2 separate regions of the Ovis aries genome follow, and region 1 is linked to region 2. Evidence: chromatin contacts called from public Hi-C data. All regions are on one chromosome and are shown on one strand. The core of a region is the stretch at or near the end of the contact, and the rest is flanking DNA. Distances in the headings are between cores, read along the strand shown. Region 1 holds the start of DPM2 (dolichyl-phosphate mannosyltransferase subunit 2, regulatory). Region 2 has its middle 29 kb from the start of NAIF1.

Region 1 (6,666 bases), core at 3,546-6,045, 76 kb after region 2:
TGATTGTTTTTTTTTCTTTTTTTTTTTTTCTTTCCTTCCTTTCATTTTCTTTTTTTAAGAGTTCACAGTTTGGTATTTTCTCCTCCCCCAGGCGAGGGGAGGTGCTTCTGTTCTCCCCGTACCCGCTGGCTGGGTCCCAGCAGGGCTGGGGATCTGGGGTGGGGGGTGGGGGTGCCCTCCCCAGGCTGGGAGGGGTCCTTGCCTTCTGCCCCATTGGCAAGAATTGGACTTGGTCTTGGAACCTCCTGGCATTGGGACCAGAGCATTTCTAGGATTTCTGTTGTTGTTTTTAATGCCCTAACCCTTTTAGAAAATGAATGTGAGAAGGTGCCTGCTGAGGCAGGATGGAGCATTTGCTCTGGCTGGGGAAGGCTCTGGTCAGCTCTGCAGGTCCCTTCCTGCCCCACAGACACCTGGCACTTTAAAAGGGAGCTGGTCGCACTGTCTACAGTTGAAGTGATCCCTAGAAGATGGGGAACGCTGTCATTCCCTTCTGTATGTGCACGACCTCAGCCCAGTGAGGCAGTGTATTCAGGGTGTTTTTAGGTCTGAGTCAACATTCTGGGGGCTTCAGGCATAAGATAGCTGGTTTTGGTGCTGTTGGGGAGAATTCCCCATACCAGGAACCCAGCCCCACCGTAGGCGAGGTCTGAATTTGACAGTCACCCCAGAAGGAGACAGAGCCTGCCATACCTTCCCATGCCAGGCCCTGGGCCAGGGTAACTGGACTAACAGAATTCAGCCACAACCAAATCAATGCTGGCTGGAGCTGGAGGCCTGGAGCCCCGGAGCCCCAGCCTCATTCCCACGTGGGAGCCCTTTCTTCGACCCTCTAGTCCCCTCAAGCTCAGTGAATTCCCATTAGGTGCCCACAGCTCTGAACTAAAAATCCTATATTTAGAAAGAGACAGAATATATTAGAGATATTTTTGGAAAGGAAGTGGTCTATGCAATGCCAGTTTGGAATCTTCTTGAAAGACAGTTTAACGTTTTTACTAGATTTAAAGAAAGGTCTACAATATTTTTAGTTTTTTTTTTTTTTTTTTCTGGTCACCCCACAAACCGACCACATGGCATGATCCGCCAAGATGCAGAATGCCGTGGTCTCCTCTCTTTCGGGAGGTGAGCAGGGAGATGGGGGGAGGGGAGGCCTTTTTTTTTTTAGCACCCCTCCTTTCGAACAGAATGTTACCGCCACCACCCCCTGATTCAGTGGGCTGTGTTTGTATCTCCGTCCCAGCTTCTATTGTAGAAAATAACATTGTAAGGGGAAATCAGCCTAGTGTCAGTGTCTTGGTTGGGGGGGGTGGGGATTAAATGTTGCAGATTTTGTTATGGCATGTTGGTTCTTGCTTGTTTTACTGAGTTGAATCCCAGGTCACAGATGGCACCAGAAGGGAGAGAGATGACACGGGGTGGGAGAGACGTCGGTGGCCAGGGTTCTTGGTTGTCCTGGCTGCAGTCATTACAATTATTATCACTGTTACTACTACACATTCATTGGGAGGAAACATAGGCCCAGAAAGGACAGTTTCTTGCCAACCTCACACTTACAAGGTGGCAGCTCTGACCTCAGAGCCCAAGTTCTAACCTCCCCAGAGTCGGGTGGCCTCTAACAAGTACGCCTGAGGATCGATGACTGCCTGTGCCTCAGCTTTCTCAGCTGCAAATGGGATTGTGGATCAAATTAGGAGGTGGGTATACAGCCCTCCCTAGGGAGCCTGACCCCGCCCCTGAAAGATGCTAAGAGTTTCCCCAGCCTCCCCAAAGCCACAGGCCAGCACTCTCTCCAGGCTTGGACCACCTCACTCCCTGCCCTTGACTCAAGTTCCTGAAGAGTTGTCATGGCCGCCAAGCTCTTGGGAAAGGCAAGTCACCCTGGGCCTTTCATGAGCTCAGAAATGGCAGGAATCCTCAGGGCTCTGGACAAGCCAGAAGGGACCAGACTACCAGGCCTCATCCTGGCCCCAGCACTGCATTATCCTTGCCCATTTTCAGTGCTGATGCCTGCTCACACCCCAGAAAACCCTGGAGGCTGATTCTCAGCCCCTTGGTTCTGTGCACACATGGGGAGGGATGAGTTGGCTCCTGGCTGAGCCCCAATTCTGAGACGGAAGGAACTGGGCTGTAAGGTCCAAAACAGTTTGCTCCTTTGGAGCACAGTAATGCCCAGTGGGCTTTCCTGGTGGCTCAGACGGTAAGAAGCTGTTCAATCCCTGGGTCAGGAAGATCCTCTGGAGAAGCGAATGGCTAGCCACTCCAGTATTCTTGCCTGGAGAATTCCATTGACAGAGGAGCCTGGTGGGCTACAGTCCAGTTTAGTTCAGTCGCTCAGTCGTGTCCGACTCTGCGACCCCACGGACTGCAGCACACCAGACACCTCCCTGTCCATTGCCAACTCCCGGAGTTACTCAAACTCATGTCCATTGAGTCGATGCCATCCAACCGTCTCATCCTCTGTCGTCCCCTTCTGCCTGCAATCATTCCCAGCATCAAGGTCTTTTCTAATGAATCAGTTCTTCGCATCAGGTGGCCAAAGTATTGGAGTTTCAGCTTCAGCATCAGTCCTTTCACTGAATATTCAGGACTGAATTCCTTTAGGATGGACTGGTTGGATCTCCTTGCAGTCCAAGGGACTCTCAAGAGTCTTCTCCAACACCACACTTCAAAAGCATCAATTCTTTGGCGCTCAGCTTTCTTCATAGTCCAACTCTCACATCCATACATGACTACTGGAAAAACTGTAGCTTTGACCAGATGGACCTTTGTTGGCAAAGTAATGTCTCTGCTTTTTAATATGCTGTCTAGGTTGGTCATAACTTTCTTTCCAAGGAGTAAGCATCTTTTAATTTCATGGCTGCAGTCACCATCTGCAGTGATTCTGGAGCCCCCAAAAAGTCTGTCACTGTTTCCACTGTTTCCCCATCTATTTCCCATGAAGTGATGGGAACAGATGCCATGATCTTAGTTTTCTGAATGTTGAGTTTTAAGCCAACTTTTTCACTCTCCTCTTTCACTTTCATCAAGAGGCTCCTTAGTTCTTTGCTTTCTGCAGTAAGGGTGGTGTCATCTGCATATCTGAGGTTTTTCCCAGGAATCTTGATTCCAGCCTGTGCTTCATCCAGCCCAGCCTTTCTCATGATGTACTCTGCATATAAGTTAAATAAGCAGGGTGACAATATACAGCCTTGACCGACTCCTTTCACTCTCTGGAACCAGTCCATGAGGTTGCGGAGTCAGACACGACTAAGCACAACTTTTACTTTTTTTTTTCCATGCGAAGTGAAAAATCAGTCTATAAAATAAATGATGGGGGGGAAATGTTCCTCTCAGCTTTGCAATGGGCTCAGACAACCCAAGGAAACAGATGCTGCCAGCAGGAGCAAGCCATGCCTGGTTCAGACCCCATCTTTGCATGCCCCTGCCCCCCTCCCCTCCAGGTGAAGACAGCACAGGGAGGGGAATCGCCAGAGGCTATTCTCCACAGCACTGCTGCTGCTGCTGCTGCTAAGTCGCTTCAGTTGTGTCGACTCTGTGCGACCCCATAGATGGCAGCCGACCAGGCTCCCCCATCCCTGGGATTCTCCAGGCAAGAACACTGAAGTGGGTTGCCATTTCCTTCTCCAATGCATGAAAGCGAAAAGTGAAAGCGAAGTTGCTCAGTCGTGCCCGACTCTTCGAGACCCCATGGACTGCAGCCCACCAGGCTCCTCTGTCCATGAGATTTTCTGGGCAAGAGTACTGGAGCGGGGTCTGTAGCACTGCAGAAGTCACCAAAATCTTAAAGCTGGTTGACTGATTCAAAGCTCCCAGTTGTGTCAGGCTTCATTCTGGACACGGGATACAGACCCTTTCCTCAGGGGGCTCACAGTCAAGTGGGCCAGGTCAACTAGTAAATAAGGTAATTAAAACGCAATGATGGGGCTTCCCTGGTGGCTCACTGGTAAAGAGTCCACCTGCCAGTGCAGGAGACACGGTTGGATCCCCGATCCAGGAAGCCCCCACATGCTGCGGAGCAGCTAAGCCCTGTGCACCACAAGTAGAGTCTGTGCTCATAGGACCTGCGAGCCGCAGCGACTGAAGCCCGCGTGCCCGAGCCCGTGCTCTGCAACGAAGAAGCTACGGCAATAAAAGGCTCTGTACGGCGACTAGAGAAAAGCCCTCGCAGTAACGAAGACCCAGCGCAGCCAAAAATAAATAAAATTTAAAAAACAGAAACGCAATGACAAGCGTCTTCTTGGTGATGCAGTTGGGGAAGGGACTCCGGCTTCTCCCTCTCCTCTCACCCTAGGCCGGTCCTTGAACTTTTTCTTTACCTTACCCTCAACAGACACGTTCGGGCCTCGGGACCAGGAAGTAGCGCCCTCGGTTGCTGGAGTCTGCTATACACCACTGACTCAGACTGTGGTCTGAGTTCTCGCCTTTTCAGTTCTCGCCTCTCTCTTGAGCCTCCTTTTCCCCACCTGAAACACGGGACTTCTGACCACTCACCCCCATCCTGTTCTGGCTTTAGGACCCTGGGATATTGAGAGATGGGCTTTTTTTTTTTTCCTCTCGGGCGAGTTCGACAGGACCGAGCCCACAAGTGCCAAGCCAGTCTCAGTTCCTCAATTCGGTCTTACTGCCGAGAGATTCGGGAACGCGTCACAGAATGTCCTCGAGAAACTACATTTCCCGACATGCAAAGAGGAGGCGGTGCCCGCCCGTCTCCGGCGACGTGGTCCTGGGCCAGCTTGAGGACTGCGACTCCCGGCGTGCCCCGCGGCCCAAGGCCGGAAGGGCCCGATCCGGAACCGGATGGGGCTTGCGTCTCCGGTGCCTGAAGCGCTGGGGAAATGGTGAGCGTGAGGCCAAAAGTCGGCAATGGGGGCGTCCGGAGGGTGGGGTCCTGGGTCTGCTCGGGAGCTGGGGCTTGAGCACTCGGAGCCGGTATCGTTCTCCCGCCGTCTCACCGTACGAGTGATAGACTTTGGCCCGGTACTCTCTCTCCCGACCTAGAAAAGATACCCAGTCAGCCACGTCACATATGTCAGCTGAGTAAATGGACGTGATCGGGCCGCAGCGACTCCCCCCTCCTTCCTAAATGGAGGATCTTTTCCTCAGTTGAATCCTCCCTTTTCTGCAGGCCAAGGGAACAGACCAGGTGGTGGGACTCGGCCTCGTCGCCCTTAGCCTGATCATCTTCACTTATTACACCGCCTGGGTAATTCTCTTGGTATGTGTGCTTTCCCGCCCTCTCTTAGCTCCCATCCCTGGATCTTGAAGCTAACTCCTCACATCATTTTAGCAGGCACTGTGCTAGGTGTTGTCACTGCATATCTCATGAAAGCTCCAGGACAGCACTATGAGAAAGATGGTAACAGGTGTCCCTATGTTATAGACGAGGAAGCAGAAGCTCAAGGGGAAGGCTCAGGGTGGAATCCTTAACCACTCCACTGCGAAGTCCTTTCCTTGATTTGTTTGCTTTTGATGGGAGTTCTAGTCCTTCTGGTTATCCTGCGGGCACTTGGGCATGACAGTCCCAGTGGATTTTGTAAGAGTGTTTAGCATTTTTTTTTTCCCCGTGGGAAATTTTTTTTGGTTACTGCTTTAAAAGTGCAGTGTTTGTTTGGAGGACAAAATCTTGCAGAAGTCGGTATCCTTTGGAGAAAAATGTTAGTAAAGAAAACCTTGGAGTCCTGGTTGGGAATCACTCGTGGATTCTTCATGTCCTCTTTGTCCCTGCTAAGCTGTGAGGGCCTTAGGGCAAGTCCTTTGTCTTCTGTTCCCTGCCAGCTCCCTAGCCCCAACTTCGGGCGAGCACCAGTCAGGTGCCCAGTACACAACCATTAGATAACTGAAGGAAGGGAACAAACCAAGGCACCCGGAGTGCTATCCTCTTAGAGAAAAGCGAATGCAGTGCTTTGATGGGGTCAACCCCTGAGATGGAGGAGGAGGGCTGTTTGGACCAGGGGAGCTGAGCAGAGCGAGGAACACTCACTAGAGCTCTGCCTTTGATGCCAGCCATTCATCGACAGTCAGCATGTCATCCACAAGTATTTCCTGCCCCGAGCCTATGCCATTGCTATCCCACTGGCTGCTGGCCTCCTGCTGCTCCTGTTTGTGGGTAAGTTCCCCCAACCCTGGACAGGGTGTCTTGGGGACCCCATGACCCCCTCCCAACCCCAGACATGCTGCTACACTTCATCACTCACTGTACATCTGCTTGAGGCTCCTTACCCTCAGCTCACGTCCTGGGGTTTCCCTGTTCATCCTTCAGGGCTTAAGTCAGTCTTCCCAATGCCTCAGGCTCACTGGAGTCTAATGGGATGTCTCCCTCTTTCTTGCTCCCTCCACCACCACCACCACCACCACTCTGCTCACACCTCCATCACCTCTCACCCCCTTGTCACCCTGGTTCATGATTCCTGCATCTCTCTGTCTCCCAGGGTCTAGCGTGTGGGCCTTACAGGGGCAGGGACTGTGGCTTTATCATTACTATGCCCTCACCTCAAGCACAAGCTGTGGCACTGAGTTGGTGCTCAAGAAAGTGGTTTGGATAAATCAACAATTAGCTGTCTGGATGATGGGGTGGGTGGATGATGGATGCTGAGTGGGTAGGTGGTTAGGTAGATGGACAGGTGGTCGGGTGAGTAGATAGATAGTTGGGTGGATCTTATTCCCTGT
Region 2 (6,819 bases), core at 1,428-3,927:
CTGAAACGTGTACTTCTTATGCCTTTTGTGTATGTGTGTGTGGCCACAGGGCATGTGGAATCTCAGTTCCCTTACCAGGGATCGAACCCACACTCTCTGCACTGGAAATGTGGAGTCTTAGCCATTGGATCCCCAGGGAAGTCTGGTACTTGTACCTTTTAAATATGTGCATTTTACTGTTCATCAATTATAGCTCAATAAAAAGTAATTAGCTTCAGGAAAACAGAAAAAAAACAATGCTTAGCTATATAATATTTGCAGAAGAAAAATCACGTAAACACTGAACAGTGATTTTTAAATTGAGATATTAAGTATATTCAGTGAGTTGCACAAATAAGTGTGTAAATCTTAAGTGCGACTAGTGATTTAACACCAAACCTCGACGGTACTTCCGCAATAGAAGATAGAGTACAGGAAATGGGGGTGGGGATGACGCAGGAAAGCAAAATCCTTCCTTCTCAAAACAGGTAGTGGGCAGAGAGCGTATGGAAGACAGGTAAACAGAGCAGGGAGGAAAAATTGGCTAGAAGGTATGTATCAAAAGATAGCAGTATGTGCTGATTGCTTAGAAGCATGAAATGCGTAAGTGCTAGAAAAAAAATAAACCCGAAGACTCAAAAGTGGTTGCTTCTAGGGGAGGGGGGTGGCGTGGGGAGACGGGGAGGGACAGACAGGAAACCAATGCGTGTTGTTATCTTCCTTTTCACGTTAAGTTGGTTTTGTTTCCCATACCTGGACTGTATTGCATCAATTCTAAGACGCCCATTTATTCACATGCTTAAAAACTGAAGTATAGCTGATTTTCAATATTATGTTCGTTTCAGGTGTACAGCACAATGATTCATATGATACCGGGAAAGACTGAGGACAGGAGGAGAAGGGGATGACAGAGGATGAGATGGTTGGATGGCACCACCGACTTAATGGACATGAGTTTGAGCAAGCTCCAGGAAATAGTGAAGGGGAGAGAAATCTGGCGTGCTGCTATCCATGGGATTGCAACGAGTCGAACGACTTAGTGGTTGAACAACTATATATATCTTGTATCGATCACTTCCTGGCTGGGTGACATTAAGGAAGTCGCTTAGCTTCTCTGAGCCCCGAATTCTTCATCTAACGAATTTGATAATACTCTAGAATTGTAATATTAAGTAAGCACATGGGCAGGAAGCCCAGCGCTTGATCTACAGTAGAAGTGCAATAAACAGCAGCTGTTCCAATTAGCTCTTTTTAAATTTAAAATCATTGTCATTTTGTCAAAATAATGCCACACTTCAGTGAATCTAAGACATCACCAACTATAACACGCACCATTACTTATGCACCATGGAGAAATAAGCACTGCCAATTATACATGTCAGGTGCACGGCTGACTGTAAAAAAATGCATCTTGATTTTAAAGATGTTAAAATGTGAATCAATGCCTGGCGACGATCATGTTGCGTGAAGTAAGCCAGCCAGCCAGAGAAAGATAAATATGATATCACTTTTATGTGGAATCTGAAAAAAAATAAAGAGATACAAATGAACTTATTTCCAAAACAGAAAGAGACTCACAGACATAGAAAACAAATTTACCAAAGGGGAAAGGTGTGGAGGGGGATAAATTAGGAGTTTGGGATTAATACATACACACTAAAATAGACAAACAGCGAGGACCTATTGTATAGCACAGGGAATTATATTCAATATCTTGTAATAACCTATAATGGAAAAGAATCTGAAAAAGTATATATATATGTATATTATAAAACTGAATCACTTTACATCTGAAACTAACACAACTTTGTAAATCAACTATACATCAATTAAAAAAAAAAAAACTAGGGGGTGACTGACTCCCGAGTATTACCTCTGTTTTGATTAATTTGAAAGAGAGAGGGACCATCTAGTAGTCCCTTCAGTTGTAAGGCCCAGAGAGAAACAGAGACTACTCAAAGTCATACAGCCTGACAAAGGTCAAGTTGGGCCTAGACCTGGGCCTTTAGCTGCCAGTCCAGTGTCCTTTTCCAGAAACTTGTCTCTCCCTTACTGTCACCCCGAAACTCAGGACACCACTGAGAGCTTGGATTGCAGTTCCCAAGTGCAGGCAACATTTCTGGGGCCCAGGTGGGGCCCTGGGAGGTGGACTCTGGGAAGGCAGGGCCAGGCCTGGTACCTGGAGGGGCTCAACAAGCTTGTCACAGGAACGCAGCAGGGAGTTCTGGGTCAGCAGCAGGGCGACCTCAGGACTGGGCAACCCCGCCGGAGGAGCCTGGGGGCACCAGTGTGGCGGGGCCCAGGGGCTTGTCTGGAAGCTGTCCTTGTGCAGCGAGCTCACTGTTTTTGGGCAAAGGTGTCCATGGACAGAGGTGCTTTACAGTCCATGGGTCTTAAAGTGTCGGACACGACTGAAGCGACTTAGCACGCACACATGGGCTTGTTCAAGGTCCCTGGGGCACTGGGCTGCCAGTGGTCAGCACAATGGGGAGGGGGATAACAACGGCCAAGCAGTCCTTCAGCTTTGCTTCCTCTTTTGGCAAAAAATTGCTCCCACCTCCCAACACTGAAAAGAGCCCTTGTCACTATTTACTGAGTGTCTCGCTGGTCCTCCGAACAAAGGCCCGGAGAGGTCAAGCCAGGCGTCTGCAGTCACACAGCCAGCAAGGAGCCCGTCTGCCTCCAGAGCCTGCACTCTAACCCTCAGCAGCACTGCTTGCGGATGGTGTTTCTGTGTATCTGATGGTACGTGGCCATTTGGGGCACCTGCCCCCTAAAGGGAAACCTACATCCTGTTTCCGGTTCCACCTCAAAGATATGAATTGTCAATAGCAGTGACTCGGGAGCTAATCGCTCAGGTGAAGCCCTGCCTCCTCTTTCCTTCCTCTCTCCTCTGGTCCTCTGCAGAGCTCCCAGCAGCCCCCAGTCTGCCCGTGACTATGGCCTGCCTGCGGCCTTTGCAGCATTTTCACACCTTCTGTCTCAGAGCCACGTTCTCCTCTTCTGCCAAATGGGAGGGAGGGTAAAACTGACCTCATGGGTCTCCTTTGGAGACTGCAGGAGTTAATGCATGTTCTGTGCGGTGCGCTCCACCTGGTTGGGGATCTGGGAGGAGGGTCGAGGAGTCAGGGGACACGGGTGTGACCCCTGGGCCTGTACTGACCAGCTGGGCAGCCGGAGACAAGTCTCTGCCTCTCTGAGCCTCTGTTTCCTCATCTGTATGATGGAGTCGCAGCCTTGCCCCACCTGTCACTTACCTACAGCAGGTCAAGAGATGAGACTGATGTTACTGTGGTTCTCGGTCATCTTCACTGCTCCGCTCCCTTGACACTCTTTTCCCATCAGAAGAGCCCATCTAGGGACTTCCCTGGTAGTCCAATGGCTAAGACTCTTTGCTCCCAATGCAGGGGGCCTGGGTTTGATCCCCAGTCAGGGAACTAAATCCTATATGCCGCAACTAAGAGTTTGTAAGCCACAGCAAAGATCAAACATCCCTAATGCCACAACTACGATCCAGCACAAACAACAAAAAAAAAGCCCACCAGGAACCTTATCCCAAGACTCCTCAGTTCCCTAGGGTGCTGGGAATCCTCACAGGACTGAACCAAGGGACCGCGAGGATCATCGAATCCTTCATCTGTGAAGCGGGCACAAGGACTATGTCTGCCTCACTGCAGCGTGGGGAGAACCACGTGAGTTGATGCACGTAAATTGCCCAGGGGATCTTCTCTGATGGAGGGAAACAAGCAAGGAGGCTCACAGCAGCAGGATTTGAGATGAAGAGAAGGGCAAATCTCCACAATCCATCCTCCACGTAGCCCCAGAGTGCCTGGATCCCTGGGATTCCTCCTTGGGAAGCCCCTCCCACATGTACGAGAGATGCTCTGCGTGACAGTGACAGGCCCACCCTTGCAGTATGATAACCACTTCTTTATTTTTTTGAAGTTTTTTTTTGGTGTGTGTGTACCATTGTAAAGCATTTATTGAATTTGTTACAATATTGCTTCTGTTTTATGTGTTGTTTTGTTTTCTTTTTTGGTCGTGAGGCCTGTGGGGTCTCAGTTCCCTGATCAGGGATCAGACTCTCACCCCTTCCATTGGGAAGCAAAGTCTAAACCGCTAGACCACCAGTGAAGTCCCCATATAACCACTTCTGAGGTGAGGTTGTGAAAGACTGTGGCCTCCACCCGGGGCTGTCTCCAGGACAAGGAACTGTCACATCCTGGGGACACTCAGACGGCCTATGGGGAGGTCAAGGAACTGAAATGTCCAGTCAAAGCCAGCAAGGAACGGACGCCAGCAGCAATCACAGAGGTGAACCTGGAAGCCGATTCTCCAGCCGCTGCAGCCTGACTGCTGAGAGACCCAGAGCCAGAACAATTCAGCTGAGCCACTCCCGGATTCCTGACCCCCAGGACCTCTAAGATAGTCAGTGTTTGTCTTTTCTTTGGCCGCACGCAATGCATATAAGATCCTAGTTTCCCTGACCAGGGATGGAACTCGCACCTCCTGCAGTCAAAGCGCAGACTCTTAACCCCTGGACTGCCAAGGAAGTCGCTAAATGTTTATTTCTCTAAGCTGCTGAATTTTGGGGGAGCTTGTTTTACAGCAGCAGTTACTGTTATACAGCAGTAAATAACTGGTACTATTAAATCCATTTTCATGTACACTTGTTATGAAATGCTGCTGTTGTTTAGTTGTTAAGTCGTGTCCAACTCTTTTACGACCCCGTAGCCTGCAGCCCGCCAGGCTGCTCTGTCCATGGGATTCTCCAAGCAAGAATGATGGAAGGGGTTGCTATTTCCTTCTCCAGGGGATCTTCTGGACCCAGGGATCCAACCTGAGTCTCCTATTTCCAGGTGGATTCTTTGCTACTGAGCCACCAGGGAAGCCTATAGTAGTATCTGACTCTTTGTGACCCCGTGGACTGTGCAGGTTGCCAGGTTCCTCTGTCCGAGGACTTTTCCAGGCAGGAATACCAGAGAGGGTTGCCATTTCTTACTCCAGGGGATCTTCCCGACCCAAGGATTGAATCAGAGTCTCCTGCATCTCCTGCATTGGCAGGCAGATTCTTTATCACTCCACCACTATGAAATACTAGAAAGTGAAGTTATTCAGTCGTGTCCGACTCTTCGCCACCCCATGGACTGTAGCCTACCAGGCTCCTCAGTCCGTGGAATTTTCCAGGCAAGAGTACTGGAGTGGGTTTCCATTTCCTTCTCCAGGGGATCTTCCCAACCCAGGGATTGAACCCAGGTCTCCTGCACTGCAGGCAGACGCTTTACTATCTGAGCCACCAGGGAAGCTACCATGAAATACTAGACCAATGTTTAAAAAATGAAATGGATTCCTGTGTCCAAACATGGGAAGATATCCACGGTATGCTGCTAAGTGAAAAGAAATCTTGCAGAACAATGTGTATGGTGTGATCCTTTTTGTCTAAAAATATGCTGTCGTGGCCTAGCCAAAAAATCTAGGGGAATTTATCCAAACTATTAATAGTGGTTTTCTCTTTCATTGCAAAAGCAGGGAGGGTGCACAGAAGACCATCACTCATTATTTCTGTCCTGTTTGAACATTTTACGACATAACTGTCTTAGTTTGGTAAACTGGTGGGGGAAAAAAAGATAAAAATTTTAAACAGGTTTGCCTAAAATGAGCCTGGTAGAAAAAACAAAGTACACAGGTTACAATGGCCAATGACACTTGAAATCTCAGTGTTGAACAGATTGGGAGTTAATTTCTTCGTCTTGTGAAGTTCAGTCCCCAGCAGGGAGGGGTGGGTCAGAAGGGCTCACAGAGCTCTCCTGGGATCCGGCTGTATGAGGGGGCTCTGCGAGTTCACACGTGGCTTCTCAGGTGGCCCTGGGCACAGACACCCAGCTGGCAGATGGGGAAAGAGAGGGCAGAGGATGAAGTGAGAGATTTTTTCATGGGTCAGATCAGGAAACGATGCTAGGCCACTTCTGCCCACGTCCCTCTTAGCCAGGACTCGGTCCTCCTCTGGCTATGGCTCCGAGTGCATGACCTCAGGACCATCTACCCCTTCAGCTCCCCAAGGTGACTGTCCACGTTTCTCGCAGTGTCCCATCCGAGCACCTCGGCCACAGGGATATCAGGGCAAGGCCCTCCTGCTGCCCCCAGATGCTACCGGCCACCCGGAGGAAGGAAGCGCTGATGCTGCACATTCTAGAGCTTGAACTCTCCACTGAGGGAGGCCCAGCCTGTCTGGTGTGGTCCGGTCTGTCCATCAGGGAGAGTCTTCTGACCTGGTGCCCCCGCAACCCCCCCACCGCCTCCTCCTTCCAGGGTCAGGGCCCATCTTCTAGGGTGGGGCTGTTCGAGGAAGAACTCGGGGTCACAGAGCCCCAGGAATTTCTGGCAAACTGCCATGTGCATCCGTGTGTATCTGAACAGCAGCACCAGACTCGCCAAGGTCAAGAAGCACGTGGAGGCTGCTCTTCATGCCCTCCCGCACACCAGGCCTGCCCCTGTGTGCAGGACTCTCCCAGCAGCTCTCTGAGAGACCCTGGTGGGCAAACTGAGGCTCAGAGAGGGGACGTCACTCACCCAAGGTCACACAGCTCTTGAAGGGTAAGGCTGAGAAGAGAGTGCAAGCAGGTCTTCCGACTCCAAACCCAGTGTTCCTCATCCTTACTCCCCTTCATTCATTCATTCATTCACACATCCCTCTACTGTGTGGCAGGCTTTGTGTGTGTATTTTTTTTCCCTAATATCTATTCATCTATTTGGCTGCTCTGGGGCCTTTGTTGTGGCACTCGCGCTCTTAATTGTGGCATGTTCCCTGACCAAGGATTGAACCCAGGCTCAGCAGTAAGA

Evidence for each region. Hi-C and Micro-C count contacts between places; a contact is called where the count stands out from the background.
Region 1: a Hi-C map of liver shows a contact between it and region 2, with 4 times the contacts expected there. The contact joins the promoter of DPM2 here to the enhancer-like site in region 2. A contact is called at or near these places in 14 of 16 Hi-C or Micro-C datasets (blood, hypothalamus, liver and 6 more).

What each region holds. Positions count from the first base shown.
Region 1 is chr3:8,279,924-8,286,589 of ARS-UI_Ramb_v3.0, forward strand. It overlaps DPM2 (dolichyl-phosphate mannosyltransferase subunit 2, regulatory), which reads left to right and starts at 4,796. Exons shown (of 4, transcript XM_004005614.6): 1 at 4,796-4,838; 2 at 5,126-5,215; 3 at 6,004-6,106. The coding sequence starts at 4,836. It overlaps EEIG1 (estrogen-induced osteoclastogenesis regulator 1), which reads left to right. Exons shown (of 11, transcript XM_027966400.2): 11 at 1-1,340.
Region 2 is chr3:8,206,069-8,212,887 of ARS-UI_Ramb_v3.0, forward strand. No RefSeq gene overlaps it. Among named protein-coding and RNA genes, the nearest start is that of NAIF1, 29 kb to the left of the region's middle. Within about 2 kb of position 2,678, at least 3 of the 54 cell types and tissues checked have an H3K27ac peak or open chromatin away from gene starts, as enhancers often do. A contact at or near this core is called in liver, where this site is marked.